Linked DNA regions of Mus musculus: region 2 is linked to region 1. Evidence: chromatin contacts called from public ChIA-PET data. All regions are on one chromosome and are shown on one strand. Each heading gives the region's core, a stretch centred on a gene start, on an enhancer-like site or on the middle of the called end of the contact. The rest is flanking DNA. Distances are from core to core; before and after follow the strand shown. Region 1 holds the start of Zfp775 (zinc finger protein 775). Region 2 holds the start of Zfp282 (zinc finger protein 282).

The links. ChIA-PET counts read pairs in DNA pulled down with a chosen protein or histone mark.
Region 2: a contact with region 1 is called in an RNA polymerase II ChIA-PET map of memory CD8 T cells, with 7 read pairs. The contact joins the promoter of Zfp282 here to the promoter of Zfp775 in region 1. A contact is called at or near these places in 6 of 39 promoter capture datasets (cranial neural crest, hippocampal neurons, liver and 2 more) and 1 of 115 datasets of contacts at active chromatin or transcription factors (memory CD8 T cells).

What each region holds. Positions count from the first base shown.
Region 1 is chr6:48,599,456-48,603,765 of GRCm38.p6, reverse strand. Zfp775 (zinc finger protein 775) reads right to left here and starts at 1,759. Exons shown (of 3, transcript NM_173429.3): 1 at 1,646-1,759.
Region 2 is chr6:47,874,980-47,879,289 of GRCm38.p6, reverse strand. It overlaps Zfp282 (zinc finger protein 282), which reads right to left and starts at 1,735. Exons shown (of 8, transcript NM_146175.3): 1 at 1,454-1,735. The coding sequence starts at 1,618.

The sequences.
Region 1 (4,310 bases), core at 510-3,009:
GATACCTAAGCTTGATACCCGGAATCTATGTAATCCACATGGTAGAGAGGACCAACTTCCAAAAATTCTGTCCTCTGTCCTTTGTCTGTCTCTCTCTCTCTTCCTCTATCTCTGTCTCTCCGTCTTTCTCACACACACATTCAATGAATGAATGAATAATAGTTTTAAAATTTTACTGATTTCTTGGTCCCTCCAAATCCATCTGCCACCAGAACCCAAACTGATCTCTCTCTCTCTCTCTCTCTCTCTCTCTCTCTTTCTTTCTCTCTTGCCCTTTCTCCCTAAGACAGGGTTTCTCTGTAGCCCTGACTCCTGAACTCACTCAGTAGACCAGGCTGGCCTCGAATTCAAAGATCTGCCTGCCTCTGCCTCCTGAGTACTGGGATTAAGGGTGTGGGCCACCACCACCCAGATCCAAACTGATTTTTCTAAAACTGAAATTTTGACATTTTACCCCCTTGACATACTTCAAGAGCTCTCCAACACTTGGAAATTTAGACAAAAATGTCTTGGCAAGGCCATTCAAAACATAGTCTTTGGTTAGCTTTCCCCATTGTCCCCAATATCTAGATTTGTTATGTCCTCACACACCTGCATACCTATAACTTGTCTGTCTTGCAGTGACCTTGCCCATACACCCCCTCCCTGGTCCAAATCAGGGGTCACTTTGCCAGAGACAGACATCTTTGGGAAACTCAAAACTACTGTTTAGCTATGTGTCATCCAAACAAGTACCTGTGGGGTAACTGTCATCATCCATGCTTTCTGTTACCACCAGAAGACCAAACGCATCCTAATACAGGATGCCTCTATCCCTAGCACACAGTCCAGACCCCAGCCTTGTAAACCATTACAAAACACGGTTATGAGGGCTCATTTACATAAACGTCAGCCACAACTGAGTGGTAGAAGCACAGAATCATGGAGCTTCGGAACTGACAGGACACAAATGCTATGGGATGTTTTCATGTTATTAACACAACTAAAAACCAAAAACAAACAAATAAAAATGCAGAGCCTGTCACTTGTCTCCAACCTCAGGTGACCACACCCAACTTGCCACTGCTGCTAGAGACCATTCGGACTCTGTGTCGCCAGACACCACACCCACTGAGACTGCTGCGGTCATTTTACTTGAAAGAAGTCTCAGTAACCACCCCCGAAGACGCGCACACAGTTGTAACTTCTGCGTGCTTTCCTTTTGCTTGTTCTCCGTCTCCACCCTCATCCCGCCTCGCAGAATCGCTTGTAGCCAACACTGGGATTGCTGCCCCCAGAAGCTCTTCTACACGGAAGCAGACACAGACAGGGAGCTCAGAACAACCAGATGGCTCAGTAGGTCCTCTTGGCTCTTCAACAGTCCTACCCTCCTGACCTTACTGCCCTGGCCTGTTGACCTCCCAGCCAACCTCAGGTCCCTCCCAACTGAGCTAGGAAGGGTGCTGGTGGTACAGAAAATTGGGACCCAGAGCTGAGGTGCACGCGGGACTCAGGGCGCCTCAAGGCCCGGGACCCATCCTTCCTCTACAGCCCGGTACACCGGAGCAGCACGGGAACAGCGACCCGGCGCTGGTCCGTCCCTGCACCGCCCCTCCCCGCCAGAATTGCACAGGACTCGGAGGGAGGGGGCCTGAGAAATAAATACCTTTGACTTTGTGGCTAAGGTTAACGGGAACGGCTACCCAAGGGGCGACTTGGGTACCGGGCTCCGGGCCATGGCCAGTCCCGGGGCAGGCGGGGCAGGCGGACGCGTGTGATTGGCTGGTCGCCCTGCACCGCCCCGCTGCGGATTGGCTGAACGGCTCAGATGACACTCCCGGCCCTATTGGTGCAGCCCGCGGGGCGGCCCCTTTGTTCTCCGGAGCCAATAGCCAGGGTCTGACCTCGCCTGCGGCCGCGCGGCCCTAAGCAAAAAATCAGTGAGCTGAACACTGCTGGGGTGGAAGAGGTGGCCCCCTAATGCTCTGTGCCCCGCGGAGCATAGTTGCTGTGCCCGTCCACCAGGTGCCTCGGATCTGCCCACCTTTGAGCGCTCTGCCTCCCGCACAAGCGCGTATTGATATCTGAACTCGCGGCGTAGGTGCGGGGTACCACGGTAGTGAGGTGCCATTAGGTTTCCTTGCTTGGAAGCCATCGCGGGCCAAATAGAACACAGCACTTTTAGGACCCCTCTGGAGAGTATATCTACTTTATTGTGGCTCTTTTTCTTTACTCCCTGAAAGCTATGTTTAGGCGGCATTGCTCACACTTGCCTATTGCACATTGCAGGGCTCTTTTGCCTCGTGAGGGTACAGTGAGCCATCATCAGCCAGCATATCATCAGACCACACTGAGTCATGATAAATTATGTTTGGAGCTGTTTGCAAGTGGCTTTGGAAATCATTGCATTCGGGGAGCTTTTTCTAGCTGAGAAAACAGGTCTGAAGAGGTTACCTAACCGCATCTAATTTCACTATGCACTAAGGTTCTGTTGAGTGAAATATCTTCTAGCTGCTAACCAGGTCCAGACTGCCAAGAAGGGTGATTGGTTCCCAAACACCTCCAGGAAAGTGTTTTCATTCCCACCCTTTCCTATACATCTGATAGAATTCCTCCCACCTCTGCCTTGAGTTTGGTCGCAGCTGGGTAATCACAGTGGGGTCAACTGGAAAGATACTGCATTTTCTCTCCAGAGCTACTTTGGAGGTGCATTTGGGACCAGGATGGATGTCCTGTAACCCCTACCATGGCACCAATCTGTAACTGTTCAAGCCTCTAGGCCCCCAGCTGCTGTTCAGCTGTCAAGCATTGTGGAAACTGGGGCCAAGTTTCTAGCCATTTTCCACTAAATTCATGTGCAGTCATCACAAGAGAGAGTTTTCTGTTTCTGGACTTTGATGTGTTTGCCTGTGAAATAGATGAGTGAGTTTTCCCACCTGCTTATGTGCCTTTCTGGATTTTCATTCCTACCTCTCAGAGCAGCATTCTAGTTTCAGATCCTCCACCAGCTAGTGTGGCCCAGGAACAACACTTCCTATCCAGAGTGACAGACTCTCCAGACTGACACTCAGGACCAAGGCTGTTCCAGAAGTGGAAGAATGAAGCACAGTAAGTGAAGGCTAGCCTATCTTACACACTGAGATAGTTCGTTCAAGGCCAGCCTGGAACTGTATTAGATCCTGTCTCAAAAAATAAATAAATAAATAAATAAATAATTTTTAAAAATGTTTAAAAAGAAAGAAAAAAAGCAAACTATGTATTGATGCACATACACAGAGTCTATATTATAAAATCTGTGAGGGGGGGTTGGTGCATGTGGGGGCCAGGGGGTCACATTATGCATCTTCAGGCACCTTCCATCTTGTTTGAGACAAGGTCTCTAATTAGCTGGAACTTCATCAAATAGGCTAGGTTCACTGAGGTGGCCAGCAAGATACTGGGATCTCAGTATCTGTGGGATTGTGACCCACCATACTCAGCTTTTGTTATGGCCTCTGGGAAGCAACACTCCAGTCTTCATGCTTGCAAGGCATATATGTTCTACAAGCCAAGCCATCTCCCCAAACCCAGTATTATGTGACCAAAACCAGCACACTAATTTCTTTTTTATACAGTGGTGGTCAAGGCTGAAAGGGTGAGCTGGGGAGATGGCTCAGCAGTTAAGAGCACATGCTGCTCTTGCAGAGGACCTGGGTTTGATTCCTAGAATTCACATGGTGACTCACAACCATCTATAACTCCAGTTCCAGGGAGTCTAATACCCTTCCCTGGTCTGGCCTCCATGGGTTCCGGGTACACACATGTACACAAACATACATGAAGGAAAATACAACATACACACACATCTTTAAGACAAAAGGAGGCAGAAACAGACCCGAATCTCAGCTTCTAGTAATTAGTATTCCAGGACCGTGTGCAGGTGTTTACATGAATTTGAAGGGAGAGCAAGAGCTGCAGGTGTTTACATGAATTTGAAGGGAGAGCAAGAGCGCCCGGAGCAGCCCATCAGGTGGGATCAGATAGAACTTAGCAAAGTCCATTCACAAAACAAACAGTTGTTCTTTTGCACTCCTCTGTTTGGGGACTGGTGCAGAAATGACAGGCGAGAGGGCCTGTTGGTACCTGACAAGAAGAGCAGGCAGCTGTGTGTGAAGCTATCTGTGACTCAGCAGACCAACCAGGGAGGCCCTGCCAGACAAAAATCAAACCACCACCACCTGAGCTTAGGGGACCTGCTGACTCTGAGCTGACCCCAGAAAAGGCTGAGCTCATGTCTGTGTGGATCTGTAATCAGTGTTGGGGGATGTGTGAGCCGAAAGCTATCTTGGCTG
Region 2 (4,310 bases), core at 486-2,985, 720 kb after region 1:
AGCACTTTTTAACAGGAAGAGGGACATTCTTTACCCCTGTGAGGGCTACAACAAAAACCTCGTGGCTCCCTTCCCTGCTTCCTGATGAGGGGGTTCCCCATGGCCCAGAGCCTGCCTCTTTCTCTTCTACTAGATATAGGCTGTGTGCTGAGCTCTACAACAGAGAAAGAAAAGTGGAGGTTGGTCAGGGTGTGCGGGATGACAACACAGACCAGAAGATATGTCCCTTTCTCTCTTGGTTCTCTCTGCTTCTGGTGAAGGGGCCCTCCAGTTGGGAAAAGTGGAATCCTATTGCTTTGAAGTGAGCCGGACTGACTGGCTTTTGACAATCACATGAACTATTTTCCTCAAACTCTGAGAAGCTGTGATAGCCAGAAGACTACCCCACAGCATCTGAGAATTCCTCTCTGACATGGGAGTGAGAACAACAGGACCCTAGGAATGCCAGCCCCTGCTGGGTCCTGGTGGCTGGATGGCTGTCAGTGCCATCCACTGGGCTTATGGAGGCTTCACCGGGGCCTTGTTCAGAGAAGGGGATAAGACTGACAATGGAAGTGTAGGAAGTCTGAGGCTGGTTGCATTTCCGCAGGTTTGAAGACCTACAGTTGGTCATTTTGCTCAAAAACAACCAAAGGTCTTCATATTGACTTGTCAAGTCTTAAGTCCTGACTGAGAATCAAATGGGAACACAGGGGTGGCTTCTTCAGAGTCCAGTCTTCAGGTAACTCAGTCTCCCTTCTGAGACAATGATGTTAAACCACGTTAACCCTTCTCCTTGTGCTGTATACCCAAGGCCGTGCCAGCTAAGTCCTAGGCACCCTGAGATCTCCTACGGAGCCTAAAGAAACAACTGGAGCCTTCTCTCTCACCCCCAGGACCCCAAGACAACGCTCGGGGATGCGGTTTGGGCGTAGTCAGTTGTCTTAGGCTGCTCTGGCGATTCCAATATGCAGGCAAGTTTGCCAACCCAAGATGACAAAGTCCCCTCCCAGTCCCTTCCCTGGCTCATCCGTTCTACAGAGGAAAAGTGGGCTGCTCTTTATAGTCGGAAAAAGACAGCAATAAAACAGCTTTAAACCCTTTTATTAAACTGGCTACAGTGTAAACATGGTTAAACTGTTCCCTCTGTGGGCCGGGAATAGGCCTGCCGCAAACCCAGGCGGGTCGGACGCCAAGAGGAACCCGAGTCCCTGCTCAGTGAAGCGGCCACTACCGCGCTAGGTCCCGGGCAACACAGCCCCGGCTTCCGCATCCTGCGGGCCCCGGGTCCCGGCCGCACCGGCCCGGACAGCGGCACCGTGGCAGCGCGGCAGGGCCTGGCGCTCCGGGCCTGCACCAGGCCCGCTCCGCCGTTCGCCCGGGGCCCCGGCAGCCGCGAGGCTCCCCGAGGCCCGGCCCCGCCCCGCCCCCACGGCAGCGGCGCGGCCATGGCGCCCGCGGGCGCTGCACCCACCTGCATGGGCGGCATTCCCTCGGCCATTTCCGCGCGTAGCGCCGGCTCCTGGTGGCAGACCTCCTCCGGGGGCAGAGCCTGGGCCCAGCTCCAGCTCCCGCTGTCCAGCCCCAAACCCTGGATGCCCAGCTGCTGAGGCTGCGGCCGTGTTGACACAAACTGCATCCTGGGAGTGCTGTTCCCCGCTCGGGCCGGCCAGGGAGAAGAAGAACGTTTTCCAGGCGCCTTCCCCCTTGCCGGGGCCGGACAGCTCCATCTACAGCCCGTAGGAGCAAACAGTCCCCTTCGGTGGCGCTCCCCGCCCTTCGCAGCCGGCGCGCCAGCCAATGGCCTCGGAGCTCCTGCCCGCCTGCAGGGCTGGACGGGGGCCACTCCAGGCTGGGGGCCACCGCCTCCCCCAAAGAAATCTGACGGCGACCGCCGGCCTCTAGGTCTGGCTGGGGTGGTCGATCTTCACGTCCCAAGCTGCGGCCTGGACAGTGGGGCTTGCTTTCTGTTACTTCTAGGAATGCATTGGACATCCCAGGAGAAAATGGTGCCTCACCCTTGTAAAAATTTTACCCAAATATTTTCTGAACACCTACTATGTGTCAGCTTTTGCTTAGGCATAAGGTGGGGTTTTTTTGTTTGTTTGGTTTTTTTTTTGTTGTTGTTGTTGGTTGGTTGGTTTTTTTGTGGTTTGCATACTCTTCTTCGGTTTAAATTGCAACATTGCCACTGGCTGTGATTTTTTTTTTTTTTAACATTTACTGTCTCTGAACCTCCTATGTTCTATATAAATAGGGTGGGGTGTTATGTTTGTCTTATTTTAATGTTGAAAAATTAGGAACTAATGCCTGGCACATAGTAGGCTCCCAGATACTTTTGCTAGATGTGGTGTGCACACTTTTTATTCCTAGCACTTGAGAGGTAGAGGTAGGTGGAGTTTAGGGCCAGCCTGGTCTCCATAATTAGTTCCAGGCCAGTCTAAAAAAAAAAAAAAGTAATTACCCATCAAAGATAAATCCCTGTAGGTTATCTGTAGCATATTGTCCACTTTGTCTTCCTAAATGGCCAGTCCTTATCTTGTCTGGACTGAGCTCTCTAAGGCTTATCACCTTGTGGAAAGTCAGACCTGGTGGAAGCCATGAGTTCTACTACACTTAAACTTGAGAACAATATGAAGCTACGGGGAAGGGTGGGGTGCCAGAGGGGCTATCTTCAGAAGGACAGTTATCGAGTGCTTTATTAGGTATGCTTCCAGGATATATGAATGAGTATTTCATAGACTCATATTATCCTCTATGAAGGTTATGCTCCAGAAGTCAGTGATTTTTTTTCCGTTTCCTGGTTACAAGTTGTGCATGCATGCAAGTGCATATATCTCACTGTAAACATCACGTCCACTATTAGTAGAGGAACCGAGTAAGCCCAGCCTGGGAAGCTCCAGGCAAATGCTTTTCTACTGGCAACCCACATCTGAGAAGACATTTTCTGACCTATGGGATATCAACTCTATATTCTCTTTTCTAGAAATGAGAAACAGAGGACTAAGTTAGTCCCAAGTGTTTAAGCTATGTCCTCAGGATAAAATGATTACTATGTCCCTCCTTAAGTATGTAGTGAGTCATATCAATGTTCCTTTTTACACAGAAAGACAACAACACAGTGTGTCTAATCCAGTTTCCTCGCAGGTAGACTTTCACACAGCCATTCACACTTTTACTGTGTAGCAGAGATTAGGCTTAGGCTGGGGGTCTAGTTCACAGTATTGTATGAACAAAAAAACCAAAAAACAAAAAACAAAAAAAACTCAACTTAAACTGGGCGATGGTGGCGCACGCCTTTAATCCTAGCACTTGGGAGGCAGAGTCAGGAGGATTTCTGAGTTCAAGACCAGCCTGGTCTACAAAGTGAGTTCCAGGACAGCCAGGGTATACAGAGAAACCCTGTCTCAAAAAACAAACAAACAAACAAAAAAACAACAAAAATTTCAACTTAAGCAGGCTCAAATGCACATTTTCACCATATTAGCATTATTTTATAACCACTAAGCCTACCAACTACAGGGCATAGAAACCTATACAAGCAGAAGGGTATGGGGTGGCTAAGGTATACTTCTGGAAGAAAAAAAAGGGCATAATGTGGGTGCTGCTGGTGCTACATTGGTTATGGTCCCTATATCAGGTGCTCCAATGACCAAGGGACTGAGGAGGCTGAGATACTCAGTCACTGGCTATGAGCTCCCTGAGGAGCAAAATGGACAACTGGTTAAACTATCATAGCTAATGTACACTCTTTACAAGAGATAGATTCAGGCCTGGCCCTTGACCTGTCAGGTGGCATTGACTGTTTTCCATTGTCTCTCCTAAAACTTCTACAGCTTGTGCTCTGGACAGTGTATTTGAAATGATGGCTGCAGGAGAGGACAAGAGAGGGGTCTCATACATTTCAAAACATTTATCTACCTTTTCTCAAATCTCTCTAAACCTCCCATATTATATATAAATAGGGGGTATGCTAGTCTACTTTAGTATTGAAAACTTATAATGTCTGGCATATAGTAGGCGCTAAGGAAAGGCAGTTACTCTTTACCCCTTTGCCAATGTGGGGATGCATGCCTTTGTTCCCAGCACTCTGCAGACAGAGACAGGTGGAGATTTATTTGATAAAATAAATGTCTAGGCTTACTCTTAGCTAAGTAAAGAGGATAACATGTCTATCTTGATATTGCCCCATGCCTAACTTAACAAGTAGGCTCTTCACATGTGATCTTAAACACCTATAATCTCAGCACTCTGGAAGCTGAGGCAGGAAGATCAAGAGCTCAAGGCTAGCCTTGAGGCCGCGTCAAAAAACAACAACAAACCCAAATAGA